Regions from separate parts of the Callithrix jacchus genome. Here region 2 is linked to region 1. Evidence: chromatin contacts called from public Hi-C data. All regions are on one chromosome and are shown on one strand. Each heading gives the region's core, a stretch centred on a gene start, on an enhancer-like site or on the middle of the called end of the contact. The rest is flanking DNA. Distances are from core to core; before and after follow the strand shown. Region 1 overlaps SLC44A3 (solute carrier family 44 member 3). Region 2 overlaps ALG14 (ALG14 UDP-N-acetylglucosaminyltransferase subunit).

The links. Hi-C and Micro-C count contacts between places; a contact is called where the count stands out from the background.
Region 2: a Hi-C map of induced pluripotent stem cells shows a contact between it and region 1, with 3 times the contacts expected there. The contact joins two enhancer-like sites. A contact is called at or near these places in 2 of 3 Hi-C or Micro-C datasets (induced pluripotent stem cells and skeletal muscle).

The regions. Positions count from the first base shown.
Region 1 is chr7:132,821,889-132,827,692 of calJac240_pri, reverse strand. All of the region lies in intron 9 of SLC44A3 (solute carrier family 44 member 3), which reads right to left. Among named protein-coding and RNA genes, the nearest start is that of SLC44A3, 33 kb to the right of the region's middle. Within about 2 kb of position 1,927, at least 4 of the 16 cell types and tissues checked have an H3K27ac peak or open chromatin away from gene starts, as enhancers often do.
Region 2 is chr7:133,006,311-133,012,456 of calJac240_pri, reverse strand. All of the region lies in intron 2 of ALG14 (ALG14 UDP-N-acetylglucosaminyltransferase subunit), which reads left to right. Among named protein-coding and RNA genes, the nearest start is that of ALG14, 31 kb to the left of the region's middle. Within about 2 kb of position 3,031, at least 3 of the 16 cell types and tissues checked have an H3K27ac peak or open chromatin away from gene starts, as enhancers often do.

The DNA.
Region 1 (5,804 bases), core at 678-3,177:
AGTTCATAATTAGTAGAAGGAAAATAAAAACCTGAACACGTGGGACTCTAAAAATTCATAGTTTTCCTACCATATCATTTTGTGACGATGCAAACAAAACTTGTTACATTGATGAAACCACACAAGGATGTTAGTACCACATTATAGAACCCTTCTTCACCAAACATTTAAACTTTGTGAAAGAGACAGTATCTTTGTTTTCTCAAAAGGATCTAGTTCAGATTTCATTTCAAGAGCAAACTCTCTTAGCACATTTAAAATGTCTACTGGGGCTCAGCGTTAACCTTCCCAGGTTCAGATCCCAGCTTTGCCTCTTTGTGGGTAGCCCAGGACAAGTTATTTGGCCTCTCGGGGTTTTAGATTCCTCATCTAGAATACCTGGAGGAGTTTTAGATTCCTTATCTAGAATGCCTGGAGGAGTTTTAGATTCCTTATCTAGAATGCCTGGAGGAGTTTTAGATTCCTTATCTAGAATGCCTGGAGGAGTTTTAGATTCCTTATCTAGAATACCTATATCCTGGTGGTAGTCTGAGGATGGGGTGAGATTACCTGGAAAGTACTTGGTATTGTGCCCAGCCCATAGAAATAGCATCCCATAAGTGATCATGGTTTATTACTATCATTAAATTTCAGGAGCACAGTGTTACATTCAACTGAGGCCAGCAAGGTTGCTCTAATGTTTTGCCATTCACATAGGTATATCCTGCCTTCTTTTCTCTCCTCTAAAGAAGTCCTTGAATTAGCTCTGCAGACACTGGTAAATCCAAATCCCAGCTTTGTTGCTGCATACGAATTTTAGATATTTTCCCACTATGAATTTTAAATCAACTAGTGTAAAGAAGATCTTTGGTTCTGGTCATTGGTGAAACCTATAGCTTGAAGAACATTTAGAGATTGTTTCATATTTCCTGTCATAGCTATAAACTGACTTTAGGTTTGTCATTCAGGAGTTCTTAGATATTCACAGTAGGGTCTGTGCGAAGGAAAGGGGAGGATAACTGCTGTAGATCAAAAACTGATTCCACTGACTAAGACTGATCTTAATTCCCAAGCTCTATGTTCTGTCGAACAAGAGTTACATTGTAAAAAACAGTGGAGCAACTTGATTTACGGAGAGATCAATATTTTATGAATGCTGGGCTCACTTTGGCTTGGAGGCAATATTTGTTTTGGGTAAGGGATGGATAAATGCTTATGCTTTTCCAAAAAGGGGTGTGATTCAGGACATGCTTCAGGACACATTCCCAATTCCAGAGGAGGTGTCCCCTCCCAGAGTCCCTGTTTGGTAGGTGAGGTCAGTGGACTTTGAGAACCACTCTGGAATATCAGAAGTGCTCTGGGCCAGGGAACAAGTACCTGCTCCTCCTACAAGGCCCAGCAGTATCGGCTACAGATCATGGTTCTGCAAAACCAAGTTCACAATATCACGAATAGTGAGTGAGGGCAGAGAACGTTTCCACAGAACAGGAAGGATGGTTTCTCCAAACGAAGGTAAATATGTCCTGCTGGACCTGAACGCTAATGGGGGCCAGTCTCTCCTCTCAGCTGCCTTGTGTTGTCAAGGGCACATATGCACACACCTCCCAACCTGGCACAATCAGCGGTAGGAGCGGCTAAAGTGATGAGTCAAGATCCACTTAGACATTATAAAGCCTTTGGCATTCCCCAAGAAGCAGAACTCGCACGTTATTTTTGAGTGATCACTACTGTATCTGAACATCCTTATCAAAGCCATCTTCTATTTGTTCCTGGGGGTGTTTAGGACTTTCCTTTAGGGTAGAGTTTCTCACTGACATTGTGGACCAGATCTTCACTGGGGCTGAGGCTGTCCTGCGCCCTGAAGGGTGTTAGCAACTTGCCACGCCTCTCTACACAGAAGCCAGGACGCTCTCCCACGCCCACCAGCCACGACAACCCAAAAATGTGTCCACGCATTGCTAAATGCTACATCGGGACAAAAAGTCACCTGGAAGGGCCGCTTGAGAACCACTGGGTTGGACAAACATTCAGGGGTGCGCTGGCTTCAGGATGAAAGCCAGGACACAAGCTGGATCCAGCTCGGAGCCTGTAGTTGCAGAGCCTGTGGGTGGGGCAGAGGTGATCAGGCGCACATGACTGCCCTCTCCTGGATGGCTGGTCAGTGCAGGCAAGATCCCCTCATCACATGACAGTTGCTTTGTCTTTATGGATTGGGCACTACCGCTGCTATCATGGGTAGCTAATGTGTGTTAATGTGAACTAGATTATGGGTAGATCCCAAGATAGGATGAATCTCAGGGGACGGTGGTGGGAAGAGCACTGAATTGGGAGAAGGCTTGGTTCCAGGCTCAGCTTTGAAATGTGTGACAAGCAATGTGGGCCACCGCTCTCTGATGGTGAAGAGAGTAGACAGGATGAACTTGGGACAGTGATTACTGGCTTGGGCTTGAGAGTCATACAGCCCGAGAATCACACCTCTGCACTGTCCCCTAATGGCTGAGCAACCTCGGACAAAGAGTGGGACTTCTTTGAAATCTGCCGCATCACTTGAAATTGGAGGATAGTAATACTACTTCTCACGCTCTTGGTGATCTCGTCCTGTCTTGGGGCTCTAAGTGCCATACCCACAGCTGTTATGAGTTAAATTTAGTAAACAGGTAAGGCTCTTAGAATACTAAGAGCAATCAGGTCAGCTATAGTGAGTGCCATACAGGGTTAGCAATAAATGAGATATAGGTGGATAGAATCCCAATTCTGAAATTAACTTACATATTTATTGAGCATCTACTGCATGCTGGCATTATGCTGGACCTCAGTTATTAGGGGGAACAATAAAAGAGGCCAAAAAAAAAAAATCAGCGTGAGGATGCCATCTGAGTTACTATCGGAAACTTTCATGCTCCCATACCGTTCCATTCATTTCCCCTTCTTCTGCATAACTGTTTTATAAATTCCCCTTCAACCTTCAAGAGCTTCCTTCCCATCCTCACTCTCAATGATCTTACTTCCTGTTCCTCTGAGAAAACTGGTGCAATCAGAAAAACCTCTGGTAGTGCCAACCGCCTAATACCTACCTGCTATCAACACAGGTCCATCATCTGAGCCCTCTCCCTGAACATTAATAAATGGTCCATGATCTTATGGCCCACACTTCACCAGAGCCCACTCTTTCTCATCTATGTGAACATAGCTCTTCAATTTATTTTTTTTTTGGAGGCAGGGGATGGAGTCTCACTCTGTTGCCCAGGCTGGAGTAGCAGTGGTGCAATCTCAGCACACTGCAATCTTTGTTTCGTGGGTTCAAGTGATTCTCCTGCCTCAGCCTCCCAAGTAGCTGGGACTACAGGCATGTCCCACCATGCCCAGCTAATTTTTGCATTTTTAGTAGAGACGGTTTCACCATGTTGGCCTCTGCTCTCCATCTCTTGACCTCGTGATCCACTTGGCCTCCCAAAGTGTTGGGATTATAGGCATAAGCCACCATGCCTGGCCACTCTGCAGTAATTTTCACTCTTTATCAAAATCTTTCTCTCTACTGAATCATTCTCAACTATCTCCCATCTTTAAGAAAAATCTACTATGAACTCTTTCCTCTTCCAGCTTCCTCCCCATTTCTGTTCCTTTTAACAGCGAAATTCCTCAAGATTGTCTACACTTACTCTTTCCAATTCTTTTCCTCCCAATTTCTCTTCACCTACTTCAATCATGATCATTCAGCGGTCAGTCCTTAGTTCTCCCTCAGAGGCCACAGTTGCCACACTGGACCCCGCACAGCTCTGTGAAACCCTTCGCCTGCATTCCAGGGCACCATACCCACTTTCTTCTTCCACCCGCTGGTCACTCCCTTTCAGTCTTCTGTTTGTTCTCCCTTATCTCCAGGGCATGATGAAGTGCCTTAAAGCACAGTCCTTGGATTTCTTCCCCTCTCTATCTACATTCATTCTAATCTCATGGTTTTAAGTAATATTAATATGTTCCCAAGTTCCTAAATGTAAATCCTAGCCAGGACCTCCTGCACTAACTTCAGACTCAGACAGCTAACTGCCTACTCGAGATTTATACCTGGCGGTCTAAAAGACATTTCAATTAAAGCAACTAAAAATTAATTTCTGATCTACCTTAAAATGCTACACTCAAATTCTTGCCCCATATCAGTTGATGGCAAAGTTATCTTCCAGTTGCTCAGGCCAAAATCCCTCAGAGTCTTCTCCAACTCTTTCTTTCATCTAACCAGAAAATCCAATTTGAAATAGATGCAGAATCCAATAGGTCACATCACTTCCACCATTATGACCTATTCCAAGCCACCATCCTCTTCTTACTGAATCACTGCTATTAAAATGTAGTCAGGTCACAATTTTATTCTCCTTAAAATCCTGTAAAGACTTCCCAATTCAGGTTAGAAGCCAAAGTTCCTACAAATGCCAGAAAAGCCTCAGGATCTGATCCCCTGACTCTTCCCTGAACCATGCTCTCCGTCGCCCACTCCACTGTGACTGAATAGGCCTCCGTTGCTGTGATCTGGAACCCCGGCATCTTGCCAGCCCCTTTGCCTGGGATGTTTCCCCTTGCTTTAGATGGTCTTATGGCTCTAATCTCACCTACTGCGAATCTTTCCTCAACATCACCTTCTCAGTGAGGTACCCCCGACTGCCAAATTTAAAATGATACCCTGCCCCTTTATGCGTTTCCTATTTGTCCTTCCTCCTTCATTTTTCTCCGTGCCACTTATCAACTTTTAAAGTTCTATAACATTGACTGACTTATTTTATTTAAGGCCTGTATTTCCAGCATTTTTAACAGGGTCTGACACACAGTAAATGTTCAATAAATATTTGTTGATTGAGTGAATGAATGGATATATCTTCCTCAAGTAATACATTCTATTAAGGAGATTTGGAGACGACTTTCTAGAGATCTCCCTTGAGAGCATCAGTTGTCTGAAGGATATTCATAGTGCAGTTAGCTATAAATCTGGATATTATTAGCAAGCTTTAAAGCATTTCAAAAGACTAAGGTGATATAATGCTTGTTGTAGATGGCAATTCCTTAAGGAAGGCAGCCCAGCTGGCTGGGATAATTCCCCAAGGGAAGCAGGCCTAATTTGGAGGGGTTCTACTTTCTAGCATATTCTGTGTACTTGGCCTTGTCCAGAAAACTGGCCCAAGGGTCCTGTCATCCCCAGCCTTTTGCTCTGGCAGCATGAGGATTAGGAAAAAAGAGGAAAGTCTCATTGACAGGCAGCCTGCAATCTATGAGTTCTTCCATATATTCATCTCATCTAACACCCACGACACTGATGTGATGTTACTCACTGGGTGAGCACCCCTAACCGAATCCATCAGCACCCCTAACCAAGTCCATTCAGGTGTGGAACTGCGCTAAGAGGCACAGAAAGAAAAAGGCGCGGTCCTGACCCCACGTGTTCTTACTCTCATGGGATGACAATACATCTTGCTTTATCGTTCACACCACCTATCGCTATGGAATGCATATTTCCTTACTCGCTGCCTCTCTCCCCACCCATCGAATGTTAGACCTGGACTGCAGAGCCACTGTCTTGCTCACTGCTGTATCTCAAGTACTCAGAGCGTGTAGTGAACACACAATGTGACACCAGGGCTGACAGAGCAGCCGTGAGATAAACAGTTGTTGAAAGAATGAAGAATATAAAATATGCAAGGAAAAAAATAGAAAAAAAAAAATCTAAGTATGGCTGAGAAATTTATAGGGGATTTTCCAAGAAGGAGGATACTCAAAACCAATCTTAAAGAATGACTAGTTCTGGAAGCAGTTTGGGGTGGAGAGTTGGGATGAGAGTTGGA
Region 2 (6,146 bases), core at 1,782-4,281, 180 kb before region 1:
AAGATTGCAGCATCTTAGGGGCTTGAAGAAGATAAGGACTCCTGAGAGAAGAATGTTTCAAGCAGAGGGAAAGTCTCTAGAAAAGCCATAGAGAGGAACACCCCCGGATGTTGACGCAATAGCAGCTAATCATGGTACCTGGAGGAGAGTGAGGAAGGAGAAACACTGAGGAGGAGATGGAGGAGTGGGTAAAGACCAGAGGATATCGGGCCTTGTAAGACCTTGTTAAAACTTCCTCTCTTAACCCAGGGAAACTAGAGACCTGCTAGAAAGTTTTGCTCGGAGGCGTGACACAATCATACAGTTTTACATAGGTCACTCAGGGGCTGTGGTACAAATGCACCAAAAGAGAAACCAAGGAAACCAGCTAGGAGGTTGTTGCAGAAATCCTAGCAAGAGATAATGTGGCTTGCATCAGGAGAGCTGGGAGTACGGGAAAATACTAGGATGCTGGATTTTTTGAACGTGGAATTCACAGAATTTCATGGCAGAAATGAGAGGAATCAAGCATGACTTCAAAGCTGTTGTTCTGAGCAATTATAAGAATGGGATTGCCATCACCAACCCTAAGAAGTCTGAAAGCAGAGCATCCCGATCTCCAAGCGTCTAAAGGGTTTCATGCCACCCAACAGCCACCCTTGCCTAGAGGAACCTGGGATTCAAAGGGACTTCCCAGACCCACTTTGCACAGATTCAAAACCATTTCCTAAATTCTACACATTTCTGGATTTTTTTCTCCCTCCTTTCTTGTCTTCCTTCCTCCGTCATTCCCCTTTCACTCTCCCTTTCTTCCTTTTTTCTCTCCTTACTCTCTTCGACCTTCGACCTTCTTTCTCTCTCCCCCCTCCTCTCTCCTCCTTTCCTTCTACTTCTCTTCCTCCTCTCTACCTTCCTCCTCCCTCTCACTTTTCCTCTCCCTCTCCCTCTCACTTTTCCTCTCCCTCTCCTCTTCCCCCTCTCCCTCCCTCCCCCAAAAGGTACTCGAAGCTTCAGAAATGGACCTGGCGGAGCCCCTCCAAGTGTTGAAGGACTTCTGTTTTTTCTCTGCAGTGTCACCCCCTCAGCCTGCCACCAGGTGGCAGTGCACTGCTGATCACTGAGCTGTTCACCTGCACTACTCTGTAGAGGTGGTAGAGAGCTGAACGTAGAGCTTCCAATAGGCCTTTTCACGCCTTGTTCTTTAATATGAACTAGGGCTTCTCATCCTCGTCCGCACTTGAGAATCAGTGGTTGAATAGACATCCGCAGACTATCAGACATTGGAGAAAAGCCTCTAAAACAAGGGAAGTCAAAAGTAACAATCAACGAAAGGAACTAGAGAAAAGGGCATTGCAGAGGCAGGAGTGGCAGTGGGGAGTTTAAAAGAAAACAATTATGGTCAAAGGAATGAAAGGGCCTTATTTCCCTAAAAAAAGAATGAGGCCAGGCACAGTGGCTTATGCCTATAATCCCAGCACTTTGGGAGGCTGAAGCAGGCAGATCACAAGGTCAGGAGTTCAAGACCAGCCTGGTCAATATGGTGAAACCCCGTCTCTACTAAAAATAGAAAAATTAGCCAGGTATGGTGGCACGTGCCTATAATCCCAGCTACTTGGGAGGCTGAGGCAGGAGATTCGCCTGAACCCAGGAGGAGGAGGTTGTGGTGAGCCAAGATCGCACCACTGCACTCCAGCCTGGGGACAGAGCAAGACTGTCTCAAAAAAAAAGAAAGAAAGAATGAGACCTATTTTTAAAAAATAAATAAATAACGACAGCAACAACAACAAAAACCCTTGGCTATTAAAATTTCGATTGCAGTAATAAAATTCAGTGACGGATTGGAAGATCATATTGAAGAACTCAAGAAAAAGATTAAAAGCATAATAAAAGCATAAAAAAATAGAGAAAAGTATGAAAATTAGACAACCAAACTGGATGTTGGAGGTCAATTATCCAGAAAGAACAAAGAAATGGGAAAAGTTCAAAATGAAACAAAATTATGACCTAGGGAAATTTCTAAAATAGAAGGACCTGACTTTTAAAATAAAAGGACTATCCTGCGTCCAATGAAACTGTAGTCACAAGATATGTCCGCAGTGTCAGAACTAACGGTAATGAGAAGGTATCAAAAACTTTCAGAACAAGCAAGGGAGTCACATTTGAGGTCCAAATAGAAGTACATGGAGCAGGGTCTCAAATGGATTCCTCATGTACCCTCTCATGGAGGGTGTGCCCCACTAAAACAAGGGGCACCCAAAAAGGGTGACTCAGCTCCAGGGATCTGGGCCTTGGACCAAGAGAGAAGGGAAGGGAATTCTTGGGACAGCAGTGAAGGGAGTTCCAGTGTGGAGACTTCATAGGTGGTCCTAGAGAGCAACCAGCTGGGAACAGAGCAAAGTGACAGAACTCCAGAAGAGATGATGCCAGGAAAGTAACAGGAATGATAAATAACCCCAAGAGTTTGACCAAACTAAGACCAAAGGAACTTTAAAACTGTGCGTGTGTGTTTGTATGTGTGTGAACATTCAAAGGACAATGAATGTTTTGAATGCAGAGGAGGGAGAGATCTCTGTGAGCTAGAGTGTTAGGTGGGGTGGGGGCTTCTTCCAAAGAGTAGGGAGATATTGGTTGATTTTTGGTTTTGTCTTTGAATATTTTTCTGTATTTTCTAAAGTTACAATTAGAAAACAGCTATTTTTTAGAAGCAAAACTAAGAATAGATACAAGCCCCAGTGGGAGTAACCACCTAATAATATGAAATATTTATTTTCTCTGTAAGTATCTAAATAAATGAATATTTATTTTCTGAAAAAATAATCCAAACACATACCACCATAAGCACCAATATTTTGAGGCTCATATCCTTTTATTTCAGAGGCACAAAAGTTTTGCTGCTAGTTTAATAAATAGGAATTCTTTTCATTTGCATTCTTTTTTTGGTTTTGCATTTTTGGTTTATATAAGAATCAGTGGCAGTTTGGTGGGTGCAGGATTTATCCACCAGCTCTTCTAAAATTAACATGACATTCTTCCACTAAACACCACCTACTGCTTTCCACAAGGTGGGGTGCTAACTTCACACAGTGGACTGAGATAGTGTACAGCTTGCTGAGATGTCTACATTGAGTGCATTTGTTGTTACCTTCCACAGTTCCTAAGCGTGTTTTTTTTAAGAGGCAGAGGTCCAGAGAGTTTGGTTCACACAATGTGACTGGTTGTCAGCGGGACCCATTTTGGGACATATTCATCTGTTCTCATACTGCTATAAAGCACTGCCCAAGACTGGCTAATTTATAAAGAAAAGAGGTTTGGGACCAAGGCTCATCCCTGTAATCCCAACACTTTGGGAGGTTGAGGCAGGTGGATCACCTGAGTTCAGGATTTCAAGACCATCCTAGCCAACATGGCGAAACCCCATCTCTACTAAAAATACAAAATTAGCTGGGTGTGGTAGCGCACACCTGTAATTCTAACTACTGGAGGGGCTGAGACTGGAGAATTGCTTGAACCCAGGTGGTGGAGGCTGAGTGTCTGCCCAGGCTGGGGTGCAGTAGCACAATCATAGCTCACTGCAGCTCTGAATTCCTGGGTTCAAGCAATCCTTCTGCCTCAGGCTCCCAAGTAACTGGGCAAGGCCCATCACACCCAGTTAATTTTTAAATTTTTGTTTTTGTAAAGATGGGATCTTGCTGTGTTGCCTACACTAGTCTCCCTCTGCCTTGACCTCCCAATCAGTTCTAAAAGAAATGTTTGTAAACTACATGGTTTCCATTGTGGGGCTTGGTTCTCAGTTTGTAAACGATAATGTATATTACAACTTGTGGTTTAACAGTTACGGTTTTGAGTGTGCTTAATGTATATGTGCACTTTTCCTCATTCACATGGACCTTAACTTACTGAATTACAGGTAAAAGTAAAAAAATCTCTTATTTGAAAGAAGACCAGACTAAATGAGTGAAATATTTGAATAAGAAAATATTTGTACTTTACTGCAAATAGAGATTCTGATGTGGCTATTTCCGTGAATAGATTATTATTTTTGACGTAGTATATCAGGTAGATGTATACATGCTTTTGAAGTATTTTAAACAGCTTAAGTGATTAAAATTCCTCCCCAAATCTCAATTATTCCTTCTTCTATCTCTAGCCCTAAGGCCAGTTAAACTTCCTTTAAATCATGTTCTGAATGGTTGAAATTAAAATAACTGTGAATAACATAATACAGTTATTTCAACCTTGTGGTAATTTAATCAATTTCCCTATGCCAGTTATATTTGTATTATATGGGATTCTTACAACATGCAGAGCAGTAATATTTTATAATATAGTACTGCTGTTTCTCCATTTTAAAGCAAATTAATGGCATTCTAATCACCAGTGTTTGGATTTAAAAACATAAATAGCACAATTTTTTTTTAATCGATACTATTGAGTACAAACATACAATTTGTTTTGTGCTGTTATAAAATCAGGACGTGGACGGTTTTGGAATTCCCTATGTCCTTCCTTTTGCACAGATGGAGGCTGTTAGATCTCTTGCAGCCTTTAGGCCCAAGGAAATAATTCTGGTAACATCTGTAGCACCTCCCGGCTTCATGTCTCTTTCTCTTCATGAGGAAGAGGATCTCTTATAGCATGTAGGAGAGAGAGCCCTAGCAAACATCTCCTGCCTCATGATACTCCAGTTGGGTTACACTCCCATCTTTCAGCTAATCATTGTAGCCAGGAGTCATTCTTCCATGTCGCTTAAGCCATTCCAGGCCTACTCTTAGAGGCAGGGTTAGGGGTGAAGGAAACAGGCAGCAAATCCCACCATACCATCCAGCTGAGAATATGAGAGGAACGAGTTACCCAAAGGAAAACTGTGGTATTGTCAAAAGAAGGAATCAATAAAGGCTGAGAAGAGAACAAATGTCATTTATAAAAGGCTTTAAAAGTCTTTTGAGCTGAAATCTCATAATTATTTCAGAAACCAACTACTTTTGTTTTTCCCTAAAGTCTGAGAGCACCAGGCAAGGAGAGGCTTCTGGAAGTAAAGTGAGGAGTGGCTACAGGCCCTGGGACAGAGCTGGAGCGGTAGCCTCCAGCCTCCTTTCTCTTCAGCAAGTCAATCTTGAACCAGGTGTGTGATCATGACGGCTAGTTAAGCATCCCTGATTTCAGCCAGGCCTCCTTGCTTCACAGTGGGAGACTGAGGTCCAGAGAGATTGATTCACACAAAGTGATTGGTTGTCAGCAGGACCCATTCTGGGACTGTATTCATCTGTTCTCATGCGGCTGTAAACAACTGCCTGAGGCTGGGTAATATATAAAGATGAGAGGTTGAGGTAGGCGGATCACCTGAGGTCAGGAGTTCAAGACCATCCTAGACAACATGGCGAAACCCCGTCTCTACTGAAAATACAAAAATTAACTGGCTGTGGTGACACACACCTGTAATTCCTACTACTTGAGGGGCTGAAACTGGAGAATTGCTTGAACCTGGGTGGTGGAGGCTGCAGTGAACCAAGATTGCACCACTGCACTATACCCTGGGTGACAGATTGAGACTCCATCCCAAAAAAAAAAAGAAAAAGTTTAATTAACTCACAGTTCTGCATGGCTGGGGAGGCCTCAGGAAACTTACAATAATAGCGGAAGGCACCTCTTCACAGGGCGACAGGGAGAGAATGAGTGCCCAGGAAAGGGAGAAGTCCCTTATAAAACCATCAGAACTCATGAGAACTAACTCACTGTCACAGGGGAACCACCCCCATGATTCAATTATCTCCACCTGGTTCCTCCCATGACATGTGGGGGTTATGGGAACTACAATTCAAGATAAGACTTGGGTGGGGACACAACCAGACTGTATCAGGGACCCACAGCACTCTCACTCATGTGACACTTCATGGCACTTTATCAAAACTATAGAATAAGTATCAACCAAGTACTTGAAGGACATACATATAAAAAAATTGTCGTAAATTATCGTCATCTTGATTCCATAATGATTAGTTGAACCATCCAACATACATTTAAAAATATACATTGTATTATTTTTAAATCGTTATGAAAGAAAGCCAAAACCTTTTTTGGTTGAATGAAATTTTACCATTTTAGCTTTGTCTTGTTTCCAGGATTTTTCAGTCGTGTGGCATTAACTATATAATAAATGTATTATATGT